2 separate regions of the Sus scrofa genome follow, and region 1 is linked to region 2. A link is a contact called in public HiChIP or PLAC-seq data. All regions are on one chromosome and are shown on one strand. The core of a region is the stretch at or near the end of the contact, and the rest is flanking DNA. Distances in the headings are between cores, read along the strand shown.

Region 1 (6,863 bases), core at 3,723-6,222, 150 kb after region 2:
TATACTTGGAGATTATTTTCATTGGTGAAACTAGTGTGGGAAAAATATAGATTTAAAATGGTTTTTGATAGTTGACGGTGTGATGCTGGTGCACTGCATCAGTAATTGATCGGACCAGCTTAGAGTGTCTGATGTTCTAATGTGGGGATGCAGTCTGTAAATGTTTGTTGAGAACATCTTGCACACAATCTGCGTTACGGAGTATGTCAATCAGGATGTTTTTTTTAAAATGTGTTTAAAACATGGACATCATTTTTTGTTTCCCCCTAATTTCATCAAGTTCTCTGCCAAGCACTCTTGATGATTTCTCTACATTGCTTTTGGAAAGAACACTATTTATCTAAATGCAATCCATGCTCTGGTTAAAGAACAAAATTACCAGAATGTGCTTACTGTCCTAACAATACAGATAGATACACTTTAAAAATAAAATTTCCCACCCAAGACCTAAAAGAAGGAGTTTTCTGAAAAGATAAAAATTTCTTTAATATAGGGTGCCTTTTTTTTGTGTGTGACATTTTCTGTTTTGTAGGACAAGCTGCATCTTCTGTAAATATAGGTCTGGACTAAAGAATACTTAGTAAATGCACAAAATGTCAACACCACCAACAGCGATGCCAAGATCTATTTATCTCTAAGTATGTTTGAAGTGGTTTGCTGTTTATATGTTGTCATTTTAAATTGTGTGTCAGTAACGCTACCTGTAAAATTTCAGTCCAAAAGATAAAGCTCTCAGGGAGAAATGAATGAAAACAATGAACATTAGAAAATAAAATATAGATGCTTACCATTAACCTACCAATTCTTAATATCCTTAAGTTATATGATATATAAAGAGGACTGTTACTTTTTTTTTTTTTTTTTTTTTGCTTTGCTTTATTTATTTGTAGTGGGGGGTGGGGTGGGGCTAAGAGTCTCTCTTTTCTTTCCATTGATCCTGTTGTGGTTGGGTTTCCTGTGGAGAGAGTAGTTTGTCCTATTGCACTAGAACATTATTTACTCACTAAATTGAGTTTTTCAGTCAATTAACGAATATTTATTAAAACATCTACTATGTGCCAGGCATGGTAGGGCTACAGTGGTAAGCAAGACAGAGCCCCTGCCCCCGAGGAGCTTCCATCCTATTGGGGATGTTAAGGGGTGAACAGAATACCAATGTGTGTGCTGTACAGGAATTGTGCTATTTAAAAATAATTTGTATAAACTATAATGCTTAGCGCAGATGGCAACGTCTCTGCGCTATGTGAAAGCTGTGAAATAGTGCTCTAAGAGTTGGCAAGAGCCCCAGTTTTATGTTTTTTCCCCCTCATTACAAACTTAGCAACTTTCTACACATTAGATGGAAGTGAATGACTCTAGCAAATAAAACAGCCACAAATACACCACAGACATCGCACTCCCCCAACTCCTAGGTACCAAGGGCTGCAAGTACACCCCGTTAAAAGTGCAGACAGAGACTTTCCTCAATAAAAGCTTGGAAGTGAGGAGGAGTGGGACATGCTGGTGGGTTTGTCTATTCCTTAACTAAAGTGCCTCTATATATATTCTTTTCTATTTATAGCAGGAGAACTTGATCGGGCTCAAGTTTGGAACTGTACTTTGAAAATGGCTTTGTTTTACAGTTTAAGGAATGGACAAGTGAAGGGAGAGTTGCATAAAAGAGCAAGTTTGTGTCACATGTTCCTCTCGCCCTTCTGCATCACCCTCATTTTGATACGGCCTTCCTGGTGGGCCTCCTTTACCATTTCCATTTTGGGTTTCTTTCCCCGAAAGCTGTGTGCAGGTAATTCCACGTGCCATTGTTGAAAACAACCTACTTTTTAGATTGGTGCTGGTGTAAGTAGCCACTTTTCTCTCTTGGGTGTGTATTTTTAAAGTTTTGTTTGTTTGTTTGTTTTTTTTAAATTAATGCCAAAAAGAAAAAGCATTATAATTTGTAAACTTAATTATATGTCTTGTATCTTATTAGCTTAGTAGTTGGAACCACTTAGTCTTTAGGTGCAAGACTGTTGTTATAGTACCAAGAAAAAAATGTTGTATGTGTTATGAGACTGTACATTTTTTTAATAGCAAAATGCAATAAAGAGATGAATTCATTAGGTGTATGTGTATGCTTCCTATGAATTATTAAAACAGAACCATAACAAACTTCTTGGCACTTCCCACTATTAAATTTAAATACTGAAAGTTGTTTACTAAATCAGAAATGATACTTTTTTAACTTGTACAGACTGGACCTAGAAGGGTGTAATTTTCTGCTATGGCAGCTTTCAGTATGTCCACAGACTACCATATGTTACCTCCTCCTGTTAACTAACTTTTTTCTGTAACTCTGTATACAGTTACACAGTTTCATGGTGGAGCTACTGTTGAAACTTCAACTAGAGATACAGAAAAGAATCTCTTGTCTCTAGAATGGATTTATGGTATCTAAGTCAACATGGGGAACCTCACCTGTTCAGAAGAAGGAATGTGTCTTATGTCCTCTGAAAATTGGGGCCTTCTCTTGGCCCCACATCCCTTTGGCTTCTGGGCCATCCTCAACCCAATCTGAAGTCACGTTGATGACAAATTCTCCCAGCGTTGCTCAAGGACCCAAGCACTTTTGCTCTTTGGGATGATGGACTCATGATGTCCTTATAATTTGTGCACCAGCTAGTCTAGCCAGTCACTAGACATGGCACAGTATCCAAGAGCTACTTTGTTCTCCTACACTGGCCTTTGGGGGGGAAAGACCCTTCTACCAGGTAGGCACATTTTATATCCCTCCATTGCGTGTTTATATACTGGAGGATAGGGCTACAAGAGAATCCCCTCAACCCTCAGCTACCCTTGGTGTACTGATAGAAACAAGGAAAAACACGAAACTTTTGGATCATTATGTTTACTTGAATGTCTTCAGTTTTCCCTAGAAAATCATCACCAAGGGAAATGTGCTTCTCTCAGGGGGTGAAGCTGTTCAAACTCTTCAGGATTTTGTTCCTTTTCTGTAACTTCACATGGGTTTTGTCAGGCCAAAGAATCATCTTTAATAAACCAGTTTGGACAGAATTATTTAAAAGATCACCTGTTAAAAGGGGGAATTTGCTGTTTGTTTACTTTTGATAAGAAACACCACCTGTTACCTATGATACGGAAAACCTAAATGTAGTGCTCCCATCCTTGAACAGCTACTTGATGCCATTTAGTTCCATAAGCACTGGCTTGGAGAACAACTGGATTTCAAGTTAGGGTTCTTCTATCACTACATTGAGATTTATAGTCTGTGTATTGGCTTATATCTCTATTCCCTCTATTAACAGGAACTCTACTGAAGTCTAAAAATGTTTTGAGTCCATAATTAAGAGATGGCTTAAAATCTATAAAATCTTGGGAGTTCCCGTCATGGCGCAGTGGTTAACGAATCCAACTAGGAACCATGAGGTTGTGGGTTCAGTCCCTGCCCTTGCTCAGTGGGTTAATGATCCAGTGTTGCCGTGAGCTGTGGTGTAGGTTGCAGACGCGGCTTGGATCCCGCGTTGATGTGGCTCTGGCGTAGGCCAGAGGCTACAGCTCCGATTCAACCCCTAGCCTGGGAACCTCCATATGCCGTGGGAGCGGCCCTAGAAATGGCAGAAAGACAAAAAAAAAAAAAAAAAAAATCTATAAAATCTTTATCTTGGAGAAAGCTTGGAACCCCTGGAGGGAAGGAAGTTTATAAGGATTTTCATATTTTCCATAGCAAAGACCAGTCAGTTGCTTTTCATTTGTCTTGTCCAGAAAATATCAGATCTAACCTTTGGCCTCTTTCCTCACATGCTTTTGTCCATAGCAATCAACTGTGTGTTTCCACGGTAACAAACAAACAACATGAACACAGGATTGCACACTAGGGGGTTTTGACAATGGAGATCATTATTTTAATCAAATCTTGATGTGTTTTTGCTTTTCATGGGAAAGAAAGAAAGGTTCCAAAGTATAATTTTCCCATGTCATTTAAATAAAGCATGTGTTTTCTCTGCTTCTTTGCCTGTGGTTTATTTCACTGGGTGGAGGAAGAAAGGCAGTAGCTCTGTACTGATCTTTAGTACCTTCTCCCATTTCATTTACACCCATTATGGTCATGTGAGGACATTTCTGTGGCAAAGTACTCTACAATCCCCTTAATGTTCTCGCCCCCATCTTCCCACCCCCGCCTCTAGTGTTAGAGAAGCAGTCCTGACTAGTGAGATTTCAGGGACACTCTGACGCTCCTGGGGTGGGAGGGGTGCCTGGAGAAAGGAGGTGACTGCAATGCTGAGTGATGACTCGGGAAGACAGGACAGGAAGAGAAGGAGGTATCCCTACCAGTTGCTGGCCAGACACTTCCCTACCAAACCATGCAATGTTGCCCTCTTCCTCTGCACACACACCCCTCAGCTAAACTCCCTTTGATAACTTATGGGGCCCTCTGACTGCCCCAGTCTATTCACATCTGGGTGTATCACCAAAAACACTTTGAGACTTCAGCCCAGTCTCTAAAAGCTCAGGGTTAACTCTTAGACCAATAGGACCTTATTTCTCAGCTCTTCACTTCAGAAGCTGGGGCAGGGTTGGGGGGTGTGGTGCAGAAATAAAAGGAAGGGCTGGTCACTAGTGAGCTAGTCATGCTTATTAGTCTACCCAGCTCATAAACTTTAGGATTTGCAGATTAAGATAGTTTCTGCAAGGTGATTGTCATCAGGCTCCCGGGAAGAGCCTGCCCCTCCCCTCTCTCCCTTTCTTCCTTCCCCCAAACCAGTTTTGTTAGTTACTCCTCCATCATAAAGGCCACATTATTTGGAATTCTCTTTAAAAGCCTATTACAGAAAACAGTCTTCTCCTACTGCCTTGAATGTGAGTGATTCGACCCTGAAATGTAGCAGCTGTTGAGTGACCTGACATTTTTATGGCTGGTGAGTTCATACAAGAGCTTGGCCTTCCAAGTCTGCTGGAGGAACAACTAGGACGGGTCATGCTGGCCCTCTGTCACTGAGTTGCTGACAAAGGATTAAGGCAGTGGGGAAGGGCACCTCACCACATGCTCTGGAGAAAGGATGGTTTGAGGGCAAGTGGCATGGACTTTCCTTCACTAGCATTTGGTGCAGGTGACCATGATCACTCCTGGAATGACCCGCAGTTAAAATTAAAACATTAAAGTACTCCCCACAGAAGACTGCTCACAAGTGTCCTTGCCCCAGTTTCTAAGTGACACACTAGAACCTGATCAGTCAGAGTTCCAGAATTGGCTGTGGCCAGCCTACATGAGCTGGCACTGCCGAGAGCTTCCTCAATGCCTTCACTTCTCTTTTTGGGAAAAGCAGAGCAGCTCTAAAATTTCTCATCACGGGATGCCATGGTCCTGCCTCTGAGGTCCTGGTCCCTGGGTGCTAGGACCTCACTTCAGCCAACTTACTAACTAGAATTAAAGTCTGCCCTGATTCCACTATTGAACAGTTGTGCAACTGCTTAGAGAAGAAATGTAAAGGGGTTCATTCCAGGGTTTTCCCTTTTTTACCAAGCAACTACAATAACACAGATTTTCAGAATCCTATCAAGGATGTACCAAAACCACATGTGTTCATTTAGTCATAAAATCTATGTATTCCATTGGCATGGATTTTCTCTGTACAAGTTATGGCAAGGCAGAAAGAGGTTGGAAAAGGAGGAAGGAAAAAAAAAATCAAACCCACTGGATGGGCCCACTGCTCTCTTCACAGGAGTGGCCACAGCTGGAGTGCTGTGTTCTCCCAGACAATGCATTTTAAATGCCATGAAAATGCATCCCATAAGGCAGTTTAAAAACTGGCTCAGAAGAATCCACTGACAAACTTTTGGCTCACAAAACAAATTATGAAGGAGGTATGACAGTTGGCCTCGAATATGTGCAGAGAGAAAATTTATAATATATTTCACCAGAAGGTAGGGCTGCAAACAATGGGTCAAAGTCACCAAAACACTGATTCCACTTTTTCAAACCTGTAGAGAACCTCCAAACTCCTTTAACTAACAGCAGTTGGACAGAATGTCTCATTACAAATGAAATCTACCCATTCTTAGAGGCACTAACATCTCAGACTGAATGACCATCCATCCCATCAGAGATACCATCAGAAGTCCAGAACTAGGAACACATGGAAATTTGGGGAGTATGGCAGACAGGAAAAGGCACAGAAGCTCTAAGAATTTACTCCATACCTTCCCTTTGCATCTCTTCCATTGGGCTGTTCTGAGATATATCTTTCATAATGAGCCAGCAATCTATCTTCCCACAGGATTGGAGACAAGATGGTAGAGTAGAAGGACTCGAGCTCACCTTCTCTCACAAAAACCAAAAATCACAACTAACTGCTGAACAATCATCAACAAAAAAGACTGGAAATTAACAAAAAAAAAAGATATTTTACATCCAAAGACAAAGAAGAAACTACAGTGAGATGGTGGGAACTACACATTCCTTTTATAATCAAATCCCATGTCCACCAGGTGGGTGACTCACAAACTGGAAGATAATTGTATCACAGAGGTTCTCCCACAGGAGTGAGAGTGCTGTGCCCCACTTCAGGCTCCCAAGCCTGGGGATTTGGCATTGGGAGGAGTCCCCAGAGCATTTGGCTTTGAAGGCCAGTGGGGCCTGAGGACTGGGGGAAACAGAGACCTCCACTTTTGGATGACGCAAACAAGATTTCACACATACTGGGACCCAGGGCAAAGCAGTGACTCTACAGGATCCTGGGAAAGACCTACATGTGGGTCTTGGAGGGTCTCCTGGGGAGGCAGGAGTTGGCTGTGGTTCACTATGGGGGCAATAACACTAGTTGCAGAAGCCCCAGGGAATATTCATCAGGGTGAGCATTCCCGAAGGT
Region 2 (7,019 bases), core at 34-2,533:
TCCTCCCTTCCTTCTCCCCTCAGCTTTACTGAGAGGCATTTCACCTATATAATCACTTGTTTTAGAGTACAGTTAATTTTTTTTTTTTTTTTTTTTTTACAATTCATTGTTTATCCATAGCCTTGTGTAACCATCACCACAATCTAATTCGAAAGCATTTTCAGCTCTCCAAAGAGTAACTGCATAGGCATTGGCTGTAATCTCTGTACCCTATCCAACCCCCTTTCCCATCTCCATCTTGGGCAACTATTAATCTGCTTTCTGTCTATATGGATTGGCCTCTTCAGGACTTTTAATATAAATGAGGTCATAAAATGTATAATCTTGTGTGACTGGCTTCTTTCATTTAGTATAATGGTTTCAAGGCTTCATCCATGTCATAGCATGTATCAGTACTTAATCCTTTTTTATTGCCAAATAATACTCCATTTAGTGGATACACCACATTTTGTTTATTTATGGATGTTTAGGTTGTTTGCATTCTGTGGTTATTATGAACAGTGCTCCTGTCAGCGTTCATGTACAAGTTTTTCTGTGAACATATGTTTTCAGTTCTCTTGGGTAAATACCTGAAAGTGTGAATTGCCAGGTCATATGGAGACTCTTATGTTTAACACTTTGAGAAACTGCCAAAATGTTTTCCAAAGTGGCTGTACCATTTTATATTCCCCCCAGCAGCGAACGAAGTTTCCAGTTTTCCACAGTTCAAATGTTTCTTAAACACTTTTTTTGTTGTGTTTACTGAATGTTTCCTCTTGTCTTGGTGGGTGGGGGAGTCGGAAGCTGAATGGTAACTTTGGAGGAAATGAAACAAATGAAAATCAAATAAATTATTTTCAGATTGGCTGAGTGTAGCTTTGGAAACCTTTCAGCCTAGAGCCTACAAACCTTCCTGTTTGACTGGATATGACATTACCAGTAATTTTACTTTCCTACTTTTATTCTCCCTGAGGAGAAAAAAGAAGTATGTCTTTTTTGCAGCTAGGCTTGGAAGGTTCAAGCAAACACAAAGGACCCCTGAGTTACTAACAGTTCCACAGGAAGATGTACTTGGTCCATGCCCAGAATAGTTTCTCTAAAATCATTCTCTTGGTGCTTCCTCTGTGCTGTTCTCCACCAGAGTGTAACACAAGAGCTGAATCAAGGTTTGTTCAGTTGGTATTTGGAAAAGAAGTGATGACTGGATGCTGGTCAGCTGGCTCGGGCCGTTGGCAGGCCTGCCCCAGACCATGCTTTCTGCAGACTGCAGCTTCTCAGGTTTGTTATAGGCCTGCCCCAGGCGGGGGTGTTTGTGTTTGCTCTGTCTGAGCTCAGGATAATAAGGCCTTTCGTAATCCACCATGGCAGTGAGCAGGCAAGTCCGGAGGTCTTGGACATGGCCCAGGAGACCAGCCAAAGACAAGATACCAGCTCCTTTGCCCTGTGTAGCCGGATCAGGGAATAGTCAGAGAAGGGAACACCAAGAAAGGTCACTTACTAGTTCTGGTACACAGAACTGACAACGCTCACTGTCTTCTGGCAGTGGTTACTTTTGGTCATACATTGGCAACCAGATTTTTTTGCCTGCTGAAACCTATGTCCACCTTTCTCACGTTCCCCCTATTTTTTTCTTTTCCCAGAAAAGGGTATATATTTTTTGATTCAGGTAACTGAAATAGGAAACCAGAGAGGAGCCCCAGGCTGTGGCAAATAATGGCTGTTAACCACCCCTCCACCCCCATTTATTTTCTCACAGAAAAGAACATTATGAATCATGGTTGCAAGGGTAGATTCCCTCCAGATTTTCATTAACACACTCAGCATGAGCCTCTGTTACTCTCCTTGTGGGTAGGGCTCCCTACATCCAGGTAGTGTCTAGAAGCTGGTGTTGGTCCCTGGGGCCTCTCCAGGCCTGGTTTAGCTGGCCGTCTCCTCCTTAAGCACTGGCTAGTCATCTTCCTTTGACTTCCCAGAGTCCCCCCCCTGAAATGCCTTGCTCAAATCAGGAAAGGAAGTCAGGTTCTTTTCCCCTCATTAAACACTACCCACCTCAGGCACGTTACTTCAATGTCTTATATTATCTCTGTCAAATCAAGAACTTGCTTCCTTGAAAATGAGGTTGTAGGTATGTACCTATATGTGGCAGTTGGGGGGGGGGTGGAGTGTGGATTTTGGACAGCTGTCTTTTTTTTTTTTTTTTTTTTTTTTTTAGGGCCACATATGGGGTATATGGAAGTTCCCAGGCTAGGGGTTAAATTGGAGCTGCAGCTGCTGGCCTAAGCCACAGACATGGCAACTCAGGATCTGAGCTGTGTCTGTGACCTATACCACTGCGCACAACAATGCTGGATCCTTAACCCACTGAGTGGGGCCCATGTCCTCATGGCTATTAGTCGGGTTCATTAACACTGAGCCAAAACGGGAACTCCTGGACAGCTGTCTATTTATTACATTGGTGGAAATTGTCTACCCGTTCTTTTAAGCCCCAGTGTCATAGATTAGGAAAGAAAGATTTTAAGTACATCCATTTTAAGGGTCAATTTCACATTTCCATGAAGCATTAGAATACTTTGTTAGAATAACAGTTGATGTATTTTTTCTATTGGAGAGCCCGTTGTGTAATTTCTGCAGTAATTAATGTGTCTAGCTTAATAACTTCAATTGGTGCTATAAATAATTGAATTCTAAATATATACAATACTTACATATTTCTTTTGACTTGTTTTTGGTCTAGCCAGTGCTTTGACTGGATTCAGAGTTCATGATACTTTCCCAAACTCCCCCAAATAGGAGTTTCCAGCAGTTAAAAAAGTTTTAAAACCGATCTTTGATACACATTAGTTCATTTGACATTGTGTGTGACCTAGTCTTGGGAGAAATAGAACTGTCTAAAAAAGGCTGCTTCTCATGCAGGTAGAGGGTGGAAAACTGGTTCTTTCCAAACAGTATATGCACCTTTTTTTGTTACTCACCATAGTGGACCCAGAGAAGCAGCCTGTGTGATATACCAGGCCTCAGGTCCAGCCCCTGTGAGCGTGTTTGACTGATGGCTGAGGCAGTAAGGCTGATCAAGCGTCAGTCACCACAGCACTTCATACAGCTCCCTTCATCCTCAGGATCATGAGTGGATTTCTCTGCATTACAGCTTATCTACAGAACATCATCCTTTTATCTCTCTGTGACATTTTCACCTTTGATGGGCTTCTGATTACATCAGCGTGGCTTATAACTGGAGTTATGGGGGGAAGTCTGAGGGCGGATTCTTCTAAATAAAACATGTCCTATGCTGTCCAGTAAGGTAGCGGCCAACCATATGTGGCTGTTTATCAGCAGATGTGAAATAACAAAAGAACAAAGAAGGAGTGATCCTTCATGAAGAAGAGAATTCAGAGCTGCTTCTTGAAGTGCTGTAACAAGAATTGAGAATGCTCTTGCTTGTCCTGGGAGACAACAGGGAACAGGGACCTGGATGCTTTTACAGCATGCCAGGTCTCCTCAGGGATTATGCCAAGAACTGGCTAAGTGCTATGGAGTAGATTTTTCCCTCCTGCAGGAAAACAGTATTTAATAGAAAAGAGTTCCTGTTGTGGCTCAGCAGTAATGAACCCGACTAGTATTCATGAGGGTGCTTGGGTTCAATCCCTGGCCTCGTTCAGTGGAGTAAGGATCTGGCACTGCAGACCCAACTTGGATCTGGTGTTGCTGTGGCTGTGATGTAGGCTGGTAGCTGCAGCTCCGATTCGACCCTTAGCCTGGGATCTTCCATATGCTGCAGGTTTGGCCCTAAAAAGAAAGAAACAAACAAACAAAATCTTCACACCTCACCAACAGAGTTTCTGAAGATAGGATGATGAGGGAGGGGTGGTGGTGGAGTGTTAAATTCCTGTCCTGCACACTTGGCCTAAGTGAAAAAACTTTAGAGAGAAGTTTAGTTATAATTTTGAGATAGGCACCATCACTACTGAATGCCAACCTTAGAAGGAACACAGTTAACAGTGGCCACATTTCAGACTCTCGTTAGCCACACTTGACTAGTGGCTGCTCTGTTGGACAGAGATAGAACATAGAAGATCGGCTGGCTTTTGGCTCCTTTTTAGTCCACAGTAAGTTTGTATGTAGACTTATATAATACTCTTTCCTCCAAGAATAAAACTCTGACTTAAAGTCTAGGAAATTGGGATTTCTGCTTCCTAGAACTGGGTCTTAGACCTAGCTGAGAGTTAGTGCCAATGTCTTCTGTGTGTTCATGAACATATAAATACACAGGTTTGGTTTGAACATGAACTTGGCTGTCAAACGTTTTGATTCTTTCAGTCCTCACTTGCTCTGGCTTCTTGCTCTCAGGATCCTGCTTTCCGTTGGTGCCCACTCCTTTGCCCCAGGGTCTGTGGTTCTAGCCATGCCTTTTTTCATTCTAAACTAGTCCAACCTCTTGCTCCTTATTATATACTTACCTTGTCTGGGTGCTAGCCATAGATTGTGTTTGGACCCAAGAGTGGTTCCTGTTATGGATGTATTATTTGATTTGAAAACCCAGCTTTTCCAGAACAGCATCCATTTCCAATCACTGAACCACAATAAAAAATATTGCCTTGAAGTCTTTTCTTGATTTTAAGCATTTGACCCAAGTTCAAAGGACTCTCCTCTTGGGATTTTGTTTTACCAGAAGCTTCTGGCAAGAGATAGAATGATCTGAGGATGAGAGTCATGGACGTCAAAAAACTGATGGCATGTCATGGAATGTAACTAAATTTTCAGCTCTTGAAAGGCAAAGGCAGTATGTTTTACTTTATTACCTATGTTAAGCTATAAATACTTAACCTATAGTACTTAAGCTATAATTGGCAGATGAGTAACTCTAGAGCAAACATGTTCAATGTGGTTTTCTTCTTTGTTTTAATTTTTGTTAACATTTAAAAGTGTTAACATTGAATATTCTGTACTGAAAGTACGTTTGCCTGGTTTTGAGCAATCAGCTTGGTCATTACATGGTTTCCTCGTGAACCACACTCATTGCTTCCACAATATTTACTGTGAATCTGTTAGTGATAATTAATAGCTCTCATGATGAATATGGTTAGTAAGGCAACATGGATGAAACCGTGTTTCTTCCTCTAACAAAAGGTAGCACTCGGGCCTCCATTCTTTGCTTTCGCTTCTTCCCTCCACCTTCCTCGACAAGTTTGTGTAGCCCTGTTTCTCCCATTAGGCAGTGAGGCCCCTAGGACTGAAATGCAGTGTGGCTTTTGGATTCTGGATGCAATAGAATGCTGGCTTGGCTCGGCAGAGATCTTGATGTGAGCCTATCCCTGGGTTGGTGTTCCTCTACTAGCTCTCAGCCTGGGGAATTTCCATCTAATTTCCCTTTTGGTAGTGAGTTTTATGATGCCCCGGCTTCCCTGTCTACTTACAGGTGTGCTTGTGAAGATCAAAGGAAAAAGAGCCCATGGAATCATTTTGCACAGTAGTAGAAAATGTAAGATCTTGCTACTAAAAAGAGTAACACATTGTTTGTGTATAACTGTGGATTGATATTTATACTCAGCAGACCTTCTTCTAATGTATCAAGAAACTCAAGCCTTAACAACACTGGGACAGCTAGGAACAACTACAAGGAATCTAATGGAACATAGCCTCAAAAATATATTTTTGCTGACTGAGGGTTTTTTTTTTGTTTTTTTTTTTTGTTTTTTTGTTTTTTTTTTGGATTTAAAAGGTCAACCTGGTACCTCTTATTATTTTCAAATAGAGCAGAGCTTGGGACATGTTCCCTGGAGTCCATTTGGTAGGCTGTTCCCTGGGGCATTCAACTCAGTGGAAGGAGAAGTCTACTGGGCCAATTTTAAGTCCTTGCTCAGCACTGGCATCTTGTTGGCAGGGGTGGAGGGGTGGAGGCGTGGAGGTGAGACACCAAGAGTGTAAGGAATAGGGATGGGTCTTTGGCTGTAAAATCAGTATGCTAGACAGGCAAAAATAACAATAGATTCCAGCAGGATTCTCAGTTCTCTGAAATCAGGGGGCAACTTACCTGCTCTGTGCATGAATCTGCTAGCATGGGTTAAACCTCCCTTCCCCTTTTACTAACAAGAGGAAAAGAAGTTGAGAAAGATTATAGAGGGGAAAATTGAGGCATTTGTCTTGAAAATCTTGAACCTGGAAATGGGCCATGGTACTTAATAGCATCCCTGTGTCAAATTTTTTTTTTTTTTTTTTGTCTTTTTTTAGGGCTGCACATGCAGCATGTGGAGGTTCCCAGGCTAGGGTGGCAATCGGAACTGTAGCCACCAGCTTATACCACAGCCACAGCCATGTGAGTGAGATCTGAGCTGAGTCTGTGACCTGCACCACAGCCCATGGCAATGCTGGATCCTCAACCCACTGACCAAGACCAGGGATTGAACCCATGTCCTCATGGATGCTAGTCGTAATCGTTAACCGCTGAGCCACAAAGGGAACTCCTCCATGTCATTTTAAAGAGCCGCACGTGTCTACATCGGCTGGCCCTGCCCCGCACCAGTCACAGGAAGCAGACAGTGTGAATGGTTTCCCCCAGTCTTACACAAGGGCGTGGTTTCTACCTTTCCAGATCTCTGGCTGTTTCTGTCAGATTCATTTCCCACTTTTGTTCTTTAATAAAAGTGTCCAGCATAGGTCTGTAGCATTTCCAGTAAAGCCACCAAACCACTCTTTTGAGTCAAAGTATTCATTTCTCTATAGTCACACTGATGAATATATGGTATATCTTTAAAATAATTCTGTTTTGTTCTAATTTTAGCTTCTGATTCTTTATCCAGATTCCCTTGCAAATACTGTTGGTGCTTTCAGAAAGTGAACCCCCATGCAGAAAGGGGTTTACATGTGAGCAGGAAAAGTGTGAGGGTAGCTTTCCTTTTCTTCCATCTGCGCCTCACTCCTGAGAATGTGCTTTCAGCAAAGGCGGGGACTGTCTCTGGCTCTCCATTACAGGCTCTCTATGTGGGTCACCCTCCTGTCTCTTCCCCTGATTAACCGAGACAGCTGGCCCTGTGATTTTGAGGTCT

The links. HiChIP or PLAC-seq counts read pairs in DNA pulled down with a chosen protein or histone mark.
Region 1: a contact with region 2 is called in an H3K27ac HiChIP or PLAC-seq map of skeletal muscle. The contact joins two enhancer-like sites. A contact is called at or near these places in 2 of 2 datasets of contacts at active chromatin or transcription factors (alveolar macrophages and skeletal muscle).

The regions. Positions count from the first base shown.
Region 1 is chr1:188,508,994-188,515,856 of Sscrofa11.1, forward strand. All of the region lies in intron 2 of LOC102167425 (a long non-coding RNA gene), which reads right to left. DAAM1 (disheveled-associated activator of morphogenesis 1) reads left to right here. Exons shown (of 25, transcript XM_021102694.1): 25 at 1-2,101. Among named protein-coding and RNA genes, the nearest start is that of GPR135, 70 kb to the right of the region's middle. Within about 2 kb of position 4,973, at least 16 of the 83 cell types and tissues checked have an H3K27ac peak or open chromatin away from gene starts, as enhancers often do. A contact at or near this core is called in skeletal muscle, where this site is marked.
Region 2 is chr1:188,364,913-188,371,931 of Sscrofa11.1, forward strand. All of the region lies in intron 1 of DAAM1 (disheveled-associated activator of morphogenesis 1), which reads left to right. Among named protein-coding and RNA genes, the nearest start is that of DAAM1, 33 kb to the left of the region's middle. Within about 2 kb of position 1,284, at least 32 of the 83 cell types and tissues checked have an H3K27ac peak or open chromatin away from gene starts, as enhancers often do. A contact at or near this core is called in skeletal muscle, where this site is marked.